Regions from separate parts of the Zea mays genome. Here region 2 is linked to region 1. A link is a contact called in public Hi-C data. All regions are on one chromosome and are shown on one strand. Each heading gives the region's core, a stretch centred on a gene start, on an enhancer-like site or on the middle of the called end of the contact. The rest is flanking DNA. Distances are from core to core; before and after follow the strand shown.

Evidence for each region. Hi-C and Micro-C count contacts between places; a contact is called where the count stands out from the background.
Region 2: a contact with region 1 is called in a Hi-C map of ear, with 1.7 times the contacts expected there. The contact joins the promoter of LOC542369 here to the promoter of LOC103626471 in region 1. A contact is called at or near these places in 4 of 25 Hi-C or Micro-C datasets (ear, endosperm, leaf and 1 more).

What each region holds. Positions count from the first base shown.
Region 1 is chr5:65,254,457-65,260,877 of Zm-B73-REFERENCE-NAM-5.0, forward strand. LOC103626471 (U-box domain-containing protein 15) reads left to right here and starts at 2,042. Exons shown (of 4, transcript XM_008646880.3): 1 at 2,042-2,551; 2 at 2,833-2,949; 3 at 3,038-3,460; 4 at 3,540-4,985. The coding sequence starts at 2,207. The coding sequence ends at 4,580.
Region 2 is chr5:65,469,430-65,476,253 of Zm-B73-REFERENCE-NAM-5.0, forward strand. It overlaps LOC542369 (catalase 1), which reads left to right and starts at 1,407. Exons shown (of 8, transcript NM_001254879.2): 1 at 1,407-1,652; 2 at 1,810-1,906; 3 at 2,847-3,124; 4 at 3,820-4,596; 5 at 4,725-4,814; 6 at 4,977-5,044; 7 at 5,149-5,242; 8 at 5,354-5,902. The coding sequence starts at 1,638. The coding sequence ends at 5,413.

The DNA.
Region 1 (6,421 bases), core at 792-3,291:
TGCAGCTTCATTACCTGAATCTAAAGGGGATTCAACATATCGCTGCCTTTATCACCTTGTGTGAAGGGTATCTGGGCATCGAGCCCAATTTTGACTTATGGCAATATTTTTCTGTGTCAAGTTGCTATGGAAAAGGGATGAGCAAAAAATGACATAAGCGTGGCTGATCGGGTGCGCGAGTACCCATCTCCGCAATGGGGGGTCGCACGAATACATCACGATTCCACTTTCCTTGTCCAACAAGGGCTGTCATCAATAATGGTTTTATTTATGGGTCACGGGTCAAGGGGCCTTACCGGTCATGGCTTCCTAGCTTCGATTTTTGGATAGGTTTTGTTCTAGGAATTTATTTGTGGCGTAGTTTAGAGCGAAGTTTTTAGAAGTCCTAATTCAACCCCCTCTTTGGCGTCTCGATTCCTTTCACTCTTGTTTTCATTTGGCTATACATTTGAGCACTTCTTTGACTTAGAGAAACATATTCTCAATTTATCCAAACACTCTAAGTCATAGGTATTGATCATTTTGATCCCTTTTAATCCATATGCTCATTTCTACTCAACTTTTCCAAACTTAGCTCCTGGAACCCCTTTTCGCATTCCTAAACTTTCTAGCCACTTCCGAAGGTTCCAAAATTTCTTAGGGCATCTTATAACTCATCCAAACACTTGAACCACTCAAGGTTCCTCTTTTCCAAATTATGCCCTTTCTAACTAAGTTTTGGACTATTGTTCATATTGAATCTTCTGTTCTTATTCTTATGAACCTGCAACCATTCACTTAGCAAACTAGTTAGTCCATAATATTGTGAGTGGTTATCAAACTCTAAAGCAATTATAGTAATGGCTCAAAGTTCAGTTCCCTTTGACACATGCTATAACTGACTGACCAGCAAAAGAGGGGGTGAGGGTAATGGAAGGGTTATAAGTACTACGACCGACAATGTGGTCACTAAAGGCCAAGGGGCAGTAGACAAGGTGTCAATAGTAGATGTGGTGGAGATTTGGGTTAGGATTTCATATCCGATGGGCTTAGAGGGGTAGAGATATAGTTGGCTTGGCACTTGTGATGATTGCAAGTGAGACGATTGGGGCAAAGCTTTATTGTCTTCCAACTAAAGGAGAGTAGAGTGGGGGCGGTGGGGGTGAATAGTTGATGGTGCAACCAATAACGACAACAACAGAGGAGTAAAAATAGGGAGATAAGAAAAGAAAATGAAGTAAAAACCCAACACACATAGAAAGAGACCCCTTCTCGAATGTATCTCTAGTTCAAAATAAGTTTTCTTAATTTAAAATGATAAATATAAATTAAAGATCCCCTTCTCTAATATTTTTATAATTCAAAATAAGATCCCTTAATTTAAAATGACAAATGTAAATTTGCGAGACGTTCTCGCCACCAACCCATGCTATATGGTGGCAACAATGCAAAAGGCACCATGCCCCTATCGGTGGCGTGGGCCTCTTCGGCCATTGGTTCTCTGGGATCATCGTTGGTGGTGACAACTATCCCTCTTTGTTGCCCCGCTCCAATGGCTAGCACCTCAATTCAATGGGCTGGAACCTTAACCTGACGACCTAGCTCCTTGATCTGTTGGACCATAAGTTGGTTCTGATGGACAAAAGTCGAACCAAACATGCTATATATCACTAAGATAGACCTTATTTAAATGGAATACCACTGTCTGCCTACGCGGGCACATCACTAGTGTATGAGTATACTTATCTAAATAGACCAGACTTGCAGAGCGGCTCGTGGCCCGCCACGATTTTGGTCGGTCCGAGCACGACATGGGTGGGCGTTTTTTTCACCTATTTTCCATAAAAATCTCTATATTATACTTGAGTGTAGAGTATAAAATATAAAAACATATGTGTTCTAGTGGTTAAGTGGTTGTGAATGTGGGTTTAGAGCCAACAACTATGATCTACTGTTCAAACCTGGTTATATGGGAAACGCACAACGAAGCAGCTGCATTATTATATTAGTAAAGATAAAGATAAAAGAAAAGATGTATGCATAGGGTTTGCTCACATTTGCTAATTTTGGGAGTTCTGGAATGACAGCCCGCCCTTGAGGGGCCCCTCCCCTGGAATTCAGGTCAGCCCGCGAAAAGCCTTCTTCCTCCACCGCTACTCCTCCCGTTTGTTTGCCATTCCCTTCCCTGGAGGATTCAGCGCACACCATCTATCACATCGACCGATCCATGCTGCCGTGGTCCATCTTTCCGCGACAGGCTCCCGGGGGCGACTCGGAGCCTGAGCCAGAGGCGTACCCGTCCGAACAGCTGTCGGACGAGGCCCTGGTGGAGGACCTCCTCGCCGCCCTCGCCGCCGCGCGGTCATTCCAGGAGTTCCGCCGCTCGCAGCGCAAGGAGTCATTCGGTCTCCAGCGCTGGCTCCAGCTCGTGCTCCCGCTCATCCAGGAGATCCGCGAGATCGCGCCGTCCCTCAGTGATGACGCCTACCGCCGCCTCGCCCTCCTCGGTCGTGCATTCCACGCTGCTCGCCGGCTCCTCCGCTGCTGCCACGACGGCAGCAAGATCTTCCTGGTAATAATAGAGTGGGGTGCCATTTCCTTCTTCTTGGGGGCATCCGAAGTGGAACTGTGCTGCCATTTTCATTACTCTTGTTCATGGCCTGTTTCAAAGATTGTAAATATACAGTTTACATTTTTTTAATAATCTATGTTGTTTGTTTGCCTCTTAACTTATTTAAGCTGGATTATATAATATATAAGGGCCTTACTATTACCTCGCGTCTGTCAGTCTATGCCATGTGCTGACAAGAAAAGATTGCATTTTGAATGATGATCTTGTCCTAAAAATTTCAGTCTTTGGAGAGCGAGGCTGTGCTCGGGCGGTTCAGGGCCGTGTATGAGAAGATGAATCTTGCATTGGATGGGATGCCTTACTCTGAGATTGGCATCTCCGATGAAGTCAAGGAACAGGTAATGTGCGTGTGTTATGTCATTATGTGCCAACATTTTGGTAAAATGGAATATCTGACGCAAACCGCAACTGCTTCGGTGATTTCAGGTTGAGCTCATCAATGCGCAACTGAAGAGGTGCAAGAAGAGAAGTGATACCCAGGACATGGAACTCTCCATGGATTTTATGATGATACTCCAGAACAAGGACGGGAATGCAGATAGAGCTATATTGGAAAGGCTAGCCAAGAAGCTCGAGCTGCAAAGCCTGGCGGATTTGAGAGCGGAGACTATGGCCATTAAAAAGCTCATCAACGAGAGGAATGGCCAGCAACCAGAAAGCACCAAGCACATAATAGAACTCCTCAACAAGTTCAAGGAGATTGCAGGCATCGACGAGAAGAACATCCTTGGGGATGTCTCCATACCAAAATATCTGGAGAAATGCCCGTCTTTGATGATCCCAAATGAATTCCTATGTCCAATATCGCTGGAGATCATGACTGACCCTGTCATCATCGCGAGCGGGAGGGTATGCCCATTCATGACATGTTCCCTGATTGCAAAGTGGGATTTATTGTCTCACAATCCATATTTCACCTGATTTGCAGACTTATGAGAGAAGAAGTATCAAGAAGTGGCTCGATGCTGGCCAGCGGACCTGCCCAAAGACGCAGCAACCATTAGCTCATCTTTCACTGGCACCAAACTTTGCGGTGAAAAACTTGATCTTGCAGTGGTGTGAAAAGAATAAAGTTGAGATCCAGAAGGGAGAATCCGAGCCTGTAGCTGAACAGGAAGATCGCAAAGAAGACATTCCAAAGCTGGTGAAGGATCTGTCGTCTGTTCATCTCGATGTGCAGCGGAAGGCTGCCGAGAAGATTCGGGCACTTTCCAAAGAAAACCCAGAGAATAGAGCACTGGTCATTGAGAATGGTGGGCTCCCTGCTCTTATTAGCTTGGTGTCCTATCCAGATAAGAAGATTCAGGAGAACACTGTGACTGCACTGCTAAACTTATCGATTGATGAGGCCAGCAAAGTTCTGATAGCTAAAGGAGGAGCCTTACCTTTGATCATTGAAGTCCTTAAAAATGGCAGCATTGAAGGTCAGGAGAACTCAGCAGCGACATTGTTCAGTTTGTCTATGATAGACGAGAACAAGGCGGCTATAGGGGTTTTGGGTGGTATAGCTCCTCTTGTGGACCTCTTAAGGGATGGGACAATCAGAGGCAAGAAAGATGCTGCTACAGCACTTTTCAATCTGATACTGAACCATCCAAACAAATTTAGGGCTATTGAAGCAGGAATCATGGCTGCTTTGCTGAAAATACTTGGCGACAAGAAACTAGACATGATAGACGAAGCACTGTCCATTTTTCTCCTCCTGGCATCACATCCTGGTTGTCGAAGTGAAGTGGGGACAACGTCTTTTGTTGAGATTCTTGTTCAGATCACAAAGGAAGGGACTCCCAAGAACAAGGAGTGTGCACTATCTGTTCTGCTCGAGCTAGGTCTTCATAACAACTCCCTTATGGCGCACGCACTTGGATTGGGTCTGCAAGAACATCTGTCTGATATTGCAAAGTCGGGTACAAGTAGAGCGCAGAGGAAAGCCAACTCTTTGATTCAGCTTTCTCGCAAGGGTCCATAAGGGAGTAAATGAAAACAAAACACCCTGATGATTTTGCACAAATATACATGTAAACCAAATTACTGAAAAAAGGAGGGGGAGATGAGGTTTCAAAAGAACATCTGTGTTGTGATGTCTGTCATTAAGATGAGAGGATGATGGCATTAAGGAAGAAACCATTCTTTTTTTTTCGAATTTACAGGAGAGATCTAGGCTTTATTAGGCGCTCAGGCTCTTTGCTCCCGCCATGAAACCACAGTATATTGTAACATTGAATTAGTAGACAGGTCTGTTCGTCCTCAAGAGAAATGAAAGAAACATGAGGTAATTCATTTCTTCACGCAGAATTTTGTTGTAATTCTTATATGGTAAAAATATAGAAGCATGTTGATAGAGTGTCAAAAAAAGAGAACTTGTTGTTGATGATGATGCCTGCCCTCTAGAATGCACAAAGAGAGGCAAATGTACTCTTCTTATAACATCTCATATTCAGCAATCCAATATAAGATAATCCACTATACAACATAAGACATTGGGTATTAGGTTGTGTCCATCAGATCGTGTATATAGTCATGTAAAACACTATTTTGTACTGTATATCATAGTATTTATAAAGTGGAGTTTGAAATATGAAGTGAGATAGAAAATACGATAGGAGAGCTACTGGAGAAAGCCTTAAACTATTTAGCGACCTAAATCTGTCTAAATTGTTGTCTTACGTTTCGAGTTTGGTTTTCTATTGAAGCCTACCAAACCTTATTTGAGATAACTCTCTAGTAAAATTACCGATCAGCAGACATCCACAACAAGCTATAGTAAACCTTGCCTAAGAACCTATCAGATTTATGTTTAGTAATAAAGCAAGGTAAGACTATCTTTAACAGACTCTATATCTTACTTTCTATCTCACCTTCTATTTTAAACTTCACTTTGTAAATAGTATAATCTACAGTATTTTGCACGGCCGTTTAGACGACCTACTAGAGATGGCCTAAGGTGAACCGTCTAAGAGACGACCACTCTTATGATTAGTATAGTAAGGGGAAAAATCAAACTTAGCATGTAGTCATGATCCATTTTGAAATGGCTCAATATTGTGTGTGTTATGGAGTAATCGTCAATAGGATTTAGAACATTTTCCCTTCATCATCAATGAATGAAACACCACTATCCAGGGGCGTATCTAGGGGTATACCATGTATGCCCTAACATATACCCCGCGTACGTACACAACTATAGAAAAAAAATAAAAAAAACATTTTAAAAATATTTAGCATAAGAAGGATGTTACGCTAATAGCCTTTTAGGATGTGCTTGCCATCAACTTTTTGAGGGTTTTGGTGATCATGACAAAACAAATAAAGATTCTAATAAATTTGCTTCAAGTGTGTAATCAATCTTGTGATATTCTGGCCCCTGGTATGGTGGCTCAAGGCTTAATAGAATTAAAAGTGTATCCATACCAACAAGGTATATTTTCTTTTTCGGTAGTCTATCTCGAAAGAACCTCTAAGTCAAACGTGCTTGGCTTGGAGCAATTTGGGATAAGTGATCGAACGAGAAGTTTTCTTGGGTGCGCATGAGTGAGGACAAAATGCGTACAAAAGACTCGTGTTGGTCTGTGAGAACAATATATAATACTAGAGAGCTACCAGGAGTAAATACCGCCAGTCCGGGAGTGGATGAGGTGTTACAAAACGAGTACAGAAGATCACATAAAAGAAGAAGCATGTGACTTAGTGGAATCACGTAGTTCTCATGATTCCAGGTGATCAAAGCTTTAAATTTTATATTTTTGAGTCATACGAATCGTCATTCTATTAAAATGATCTATAAAACATAATGGTGTTTGCAATAAGCTC
Region 2 (6,824 bases), core at 157-2,656, 210 kb after region 1:
TTAAAGAACACGATTAATTTAAATTATAATTTGTCATATATCCATCATAAAAGGCTAAAGAGCGAGCCAAATACCTATAAAATTATCTAAAATTCATTATTATTCTGTAGGTTGATTAATTTGATATAGCTCATATAGCCCGTGAGCCAGAATAAGCCACCTCGGCACTAACGAAGCTAAAAGACTAGCTCGACTCGACTTGCTCGCTCGAGGCTCACAAGTCACTCAGAGCAAACTTTTTTTTCTTGCCCTATCTCCCTTGCCAGTCGACTGTGTTTGCCTCCAGACGCGCCGCCCCAACGTCACGCTCGCCAACCCACGAGTTGTTGTCCTCTACTTTACACAAAGAAAGGAGGAAGATGAAGAGTCTAACGTGTGGGGCCAAGGTGTCCACGGGACAAAAAAAGAAGATGAGCTTCTAGGACTGTTAGACTATCTCTAATATTTTATAATACTCATATTCAAACTTTATTCTATGAATAGTGCAGTCTACAGTATAGAACAGTGTAAAACAATTTTTATGAATAAACTTTGCATTACTGCTGAAGTCGGCCTTATCGGGCCACAATTGGCAACCTAGGTGGGTTTCTCGCACCCTACCATAAAGCTACATCAAACTTTTATTTTTAGTACTTGTAGAAATCTCTACTCCGTTAGATTTCGTGTGTCGTGCCTCATGTCACTCACTTCTCGCCTATCAATAGACTACTACACCACAGGTAGATCATGAGAATCTATCCAAACACAATACGACAGAAAGCTTTACATAGTAACAATTCGCTAACCGAAGGATGGGTGGTCGAGCGAGTTATAAAAGGGTCTAGACTCTTTTTTAACTTATATCTTTTTCGGTCTTTTGGCTAAGATAAAATATAATATTTATTCTTATCAGTTTAATATCTAATATGTAGATCATATATTCGTTTTGATATTAAATTTATTTTTATAAATACCAAATATGATTGTGTGTTGTCGCAACCCAGTGACATTGGACTTGTTCTATATCTAAATTGAAGTTGCTCTAAAATAAATCTAGTGCTTTAGACATGATTTGTTTAAAAAGGTAGATCCTTAATTATAGACTATTTTCGTTATCGTCTGCTAGTTTACTTTTAAACTAAATCGGAACAAATAAAAAAAAGACAGATAAAGTACTACCGAAGAGTTTTTCTTTCGCTCCAGCAGCCGTTAAGATTCTGTCTTAGCAAGGAAAGTTTGTGGTAACCACGTACGCAAAACTTCCGGGGTGCAAACTGCAAATGGGTGTTATGTCTGTTCCCCTCGTCTCTGCAAGTAGGCCACCCTCGCCGACGGGCTGAATCATGTAACCAAGAAGTCCACGTGGAGGTGGAAGAGGGCAATATGGACAGCGAGGAGAGCACGAAACCACCGCCGTGCCGTGCAGTGCCATCCTCCCTCCATTGTTTCCCGGCTCTCCGTCCCTTGGGAGTTGGGCCTTGGCATTTCCTTAAGATAAAAAAGGGGGGAAATCGGCTTCCTACTCCCCGTCCTTATCGCCAGCCGAACCGACATTGTTTTCTCCCCCCTTCTCGCCTTCTCCTTCTCCCCCCTAGTCTAGAGGCGTTTGCTCCCCAATCCCTTCGGCCCGCCCGCTCGACGTGATCCCACCGGCAGCCATGGATCCATACAAGGTGCTTTTTTTTCGATTTAGAATTCTTTCTTCATCGATTTTGCCCTATGTGCTAGATCCTCAAATCAATTCCGCATCTTGTTTCCGCCCTTGATTGATGCATTCGCTCGTCTGACTTGATTGATGCGCTCGATCTGGGGGACTCTTCGTTCTTGCAGCACCGCCCGTCTAGTGGGAGCAACTCCAGCTTCTGGACCACCAACTCCGGCGCCCCCGTCTGGAACAACAACTCTGCCCTCACCGTCGGACAGCGAGGTCAGACCACAACCCCTCTCTCTGTTTATCCTGTAGCTGACATGCTGCTGCCTTCATTTGTCTCGTCTCTCCATCCCGGTTTCATTTTCCCTTGCACGATCCTGTATGTACTCACTATGTATGTAGCATATATGTTCTTGATTTGTGCGAGACCCATCCGAGGCATAAATGATCTGTTCTAGCTTTGCTTTGAGGCCTATTATTGCACCGTGGAAGCCAGAGGATTTCGCTTCCCATCCATTCAAAGCTTGCATCTTGATGTGCTTTTAATTAATTTCCAGTGACTAATTTTGCCTGCTCTGTACATGCGGGTTGTCGTTGATTCACCTGTCCGAATATCGTCAATGAATTTGAGACTTGCCCAAAGGACTTATTCCTTGTATCAGCTGTAAGGTGAAGCTTTTGTCCTGATATTTTTGCCAGTCGCTGTCGAACCATTACGTTACTTAAGGGAAAGAAAGCACATTCCCGGTACGAAATGCCATCATGGAGTCATAGTGATAATCCTAGGTGAGGGACACTTGGAGAGTAGTAAAGTCAGCGGAGGGTAATCACAGTTAATTGTTACTGATACAGTGTGTTTACTTTCGATGGTTACCTGGGGTAGGTTAAATCACTGCTGGAAACCTTAATCCTTGGTTCTTCTTTGTTCAGAATGTATGACCGAGCTTTGAAAGTGATTGCAAGCCCTGTTTGGCTCTTCTGAATGTCATTGTCAATTTGCCACAAAAAGTGTCCATCAATTGCAGGAACAGGATACATACAATATGCCTATCTGAAACCAATATGTTTCTATCAGAGTATATATGTCAGAAATATGAGAAGCCTTTTGTTTTAGGAGTTTGTTTTATTGTATAGTACCTGCTTCACTTTCTGTTTTGGTGTTATTAGCTAACAATTGCTGATATATTGTTCCACACGATGTGTTTTTCTTTGACAGGTCCAATCCTCCTTGAGGATTATCATCTAATCGAAAAGCTTGCTCAGTTCGACAGAGAACGTATCCCTGAACGTGTTGTGCATGCACGGGGAGCCAGTGCCAAGGGTTTCTTTGAGGTCACTCATGATGTCTCTCACCTTACATGTGCTGATTTTCTCCGTGCTCCTGGGGTCCAGACACCTGTTATTGTCCGTTTCTCTACAGTTGTGCATGAGCGTGGAAGCCCTGAGACCTTGAGGGATCCACGTGGTTTTGCTGTCAAGTTCTACACCAGAGAGGTACTGAGGATAAATTTTAACTCGCCTCCTAGGGGAAAGAGATACATGTCTTAACTGTTCTATTTTTTTTTGTTATGTCTTAAAAAGAAACATTCTTTTTTAGAACCGTTGTGAGTTATATGATACATCTTGGCAAGTACTTTTCTGTCAATGTATGTTGTATGCATTCATGAAAGCATGTAATATCAAACGTTTAGCTGATTTCAACTATTGCTTAGTGATGTGTACTTTAGCCCTGTAGATGGTCCTTGACATGAGCTGTTATTCAGACGAAATGATGTCTCTAGGTCATTTTTCTCATAGGAATGAACTGTATCTTTCTTTTTTCTGTAATTGAAACTTAAGTTACCTCCTCCTGTTTAAGTTGACCTTTGACCTTGCCATGATGAACTTCTTTTTATGAAATTAAATTCTGATTACCTATTTGTGACGCAGATATAAGTGCCTTTTGCTTAAAAGAACAGTACTCTGGGGCACCATAATGTGCGGTTTGTGTCCAGTATCAGTATAATCAAAGATATTTCATAACTGAATCCATCTCTGTCCAGTTTCCCCTACATATTGTTGCGCTGTTTGTTTACATTCTTTTACAAATTGTTGGATGCCTTCAAGTGACCCAATTTTTAGAACACTTTATTGACCTTTTTATATCCAGAGGGATAGTATCTTATGGTTTTCTTCATGCGTTTTTTCAGGGTAACTTTGACCTCGTGGGTAACAACATGCCTGTGTTTTTCATACGAGATGGGATGAAATTCCCTGACATGGTCCACGCTTTCAAGCCGAATCCAAAGACCAATTTGCAGGAGAACTGGAGAATAGTAGATTTCTTCTCTCACCACCCAGAGAGCCTACACATGTTCACCTTCCTCTTTGACGATGTTGGCATCCCACTCAACTACAGGCACATGGAGGGCTTTGGTGTCAATACCTACACCTTGATCAACAGGGATGGAAAGCCTCACCTTGTGAAATTCCATTGGAAGCCTACTTGTGGTGTGAAATGCTTGCTCGACAATGAAGCTGTGACTGTTGGAGGCACCTGCCACAGCCATGCGACGAAGGATCTATATGATTCCATCGCAGCTGGGAATTACCCTGAATGGAAGCTCTACATCCAGACTATTGATCTTGACCATGAGGATAAGTTTGACTTTGACCCGCTCGATGTCACCAAGACCTGGCCTGAGGATATCATCCCGCTGCAGCCCGTTGGACGGATGGTCCTGAACAAGAACGTCGACAACTTCTTTGCAGAGAATGAACAGATTGCTTTCTGCCCAGCGATTATTGTTCCTGGAATTCACTATTCTGATGATAAGCTGCTCCAGACGAGAATCTTCTCCTATGCTGATACCCAGAGGCACCGCCTTGGTCCAAACTATCTGATGCTTCCTGTGAATGCACCAAAATGTGCCCACCACAATAACCACCATGATGGGTTCATGAACTTCATGCACAGGGACGAAGAGGTACTATGTTCTTTGGAGTTCTTTTCCCCTTTTGCATGCAAGTGTGGTGTAGGATGCATCTTACCTGTCGTCATAAGTAACATGTGGGAGTTCTCTGGCACTTATACCTATCCTCTCTGTTTCCTTAGGTGAACTACTTCCCTTCGAGGTTTGATCCCGCCCGTCACGCGGAGAAGGTCCCCATTCCTCCCCGTGTTCTAACAGGCTGTCGTGAGAAGGTGTGTATTAAGTTCCAACAGCGCCTTCATGTTATAATAATATTGAGTTATGGTGGGCTTGTGGCTACATCGTTATACTACATAATGTAATGGTGAAGGAAGGTGAATCATCGTTGGAATTTTTCTTCCTTCTAAACCTTGCTTGTACTGTTGAATCTGCAGTGCATCATTCAGAAGGAGAACAACTTCAAGCAGGCTGGCGAGAGATATCGTTCCTTCGACCCTGCAAGGTTTGCCCCCCACACCTCAGGCTGTCTGGTTTACAGGTATAGGACACTAAGCTGCTGCTTGCCTAATTCAAGTGTTTTGGTATCTGTCTATCTGATGATGACAGGCAAGACCGGTTCATCCAGCGATGGGTTGACGCACTGACAGACCCTCGCGTGACCCATGAACACCGTACCATTTGGATCTCCTACTGGTCCCAGGTATTCATTTTGTTGTTTGTTTGTTCTTGGTAAAAAATGCTCAGTGGACATGGACATTCGAACGCTTTATCCTGGTACTGAAACCATATTAATTGTCTGTGTGCGCTGCAGTGCGACGCCGCTCTTGGCCAGAAGCTGGCTTCTAGGCTGAACCTGAAGCCGAGCATGTAAGATCGACGAGGAAGAAAGCAGGCACCGGTGGCCAAGGATGCAACGCAACATGGAGCGTGTGATGTTTACACCAATATAATTGAATAAACAGGGGATGTGCGCGTTGTCGTACTTATGCTGATGCTGATGGTCGGTGGTCGATTATATATACTGGAACTTCTGGTGTATGCTCTTCTCTTCTGGGGAGACGTAATGTAACGAAGAAGAATGTGTCATTGTGGCCTGTGGTACAAACCCTGCTGTGTATGGGCCTGTCTATAAGAAACAGCGATGAGTTGTGACGTTATGTTTCTGACAGTTTATTTACTAATGAGCACATCTTTGATTTACTAGAACGAAGAGAAGTTGAGGAACTGTCGGACAGATGCAGCAAGGATCCTCATTAAATAATAGAATCACTCTTGTTTGCATTCATGAAAACTGTACTAAGGGAGTGTTTGTTTGATGAATCACTCTAAGATAAGGTGGTGCATCATGAGTATTCCTATGAGTATTCCTAGGATGATCATATTTCTTATGTTATTACTATGAGGATCGATGCTCATGCCCGTCTGCCACCTCGTTTGGAGGGACCACCTCGGGTGGAGCCGTTGTTCCCGCGGCCGCCTTTGCGGGAACGACGACTTTCGTCGGTGTTAGGAGTAGGGACGACGGGAGGAGTGCGGGTGGTAGCTCCAGTCAAATAGGGTGAGGAGCCTGACCCCTCGAGGGTGTTTGACCGCCGGGAGGAGCACTGTAGAGGGTCGGCCTCGAGGGTGTTTGACCGTCGGGAGGAGCACTGTAGAGGGTCGGCACTGGAGCAAAGGCCTCAGTATCTAAGGTGAGCCCTTCAAGGAGAAGCTCATTGTGGACGGTGTAGAAGGTGGGGAAGGACATGATCCTCTTGATGAGAGCCTTCAAGTAGTTGTAGCAGGGGCTGAGGCCACGCAGAAAGTTCAACACCATGGTACGGTTGACGATGGCACATTGAGGTCATGGAGAGAGTATGACATGTCCTTCATTTTGCGGCAGTATTCTCCCACGGAGGGACACCCTGAGAGAACCGATGAAACTGGCGTCGAGGTGGAGCGCCCGAGCCTCTCGAGGAACTGTCCCTCGAGAGCGAGCCACACCTAGCGAGTAGTGTCTGCCTGGTCGCAGATGATGTCCTGTAGCTTAACGATGATGATGCTATTGAGCGACGAGAGGATCACGATGGAGACAGCGGGGCGATGAGGTCATTGAGGACGTGATCGGCGAGGGTGTACCGCCTAGGAGTGAGAACCACCTGAACCCGCCAATGAGAGTAGCGGGTAGACGTTAGGTCCAATATAACAAACACAAGGGACCGAATGTTCTGCATCTCGGCGGCCTAAGCGTGGAGGGCGGTGACGCCATCGACATCGAGTATAGAGGAGTGGGGAGCCTGGGG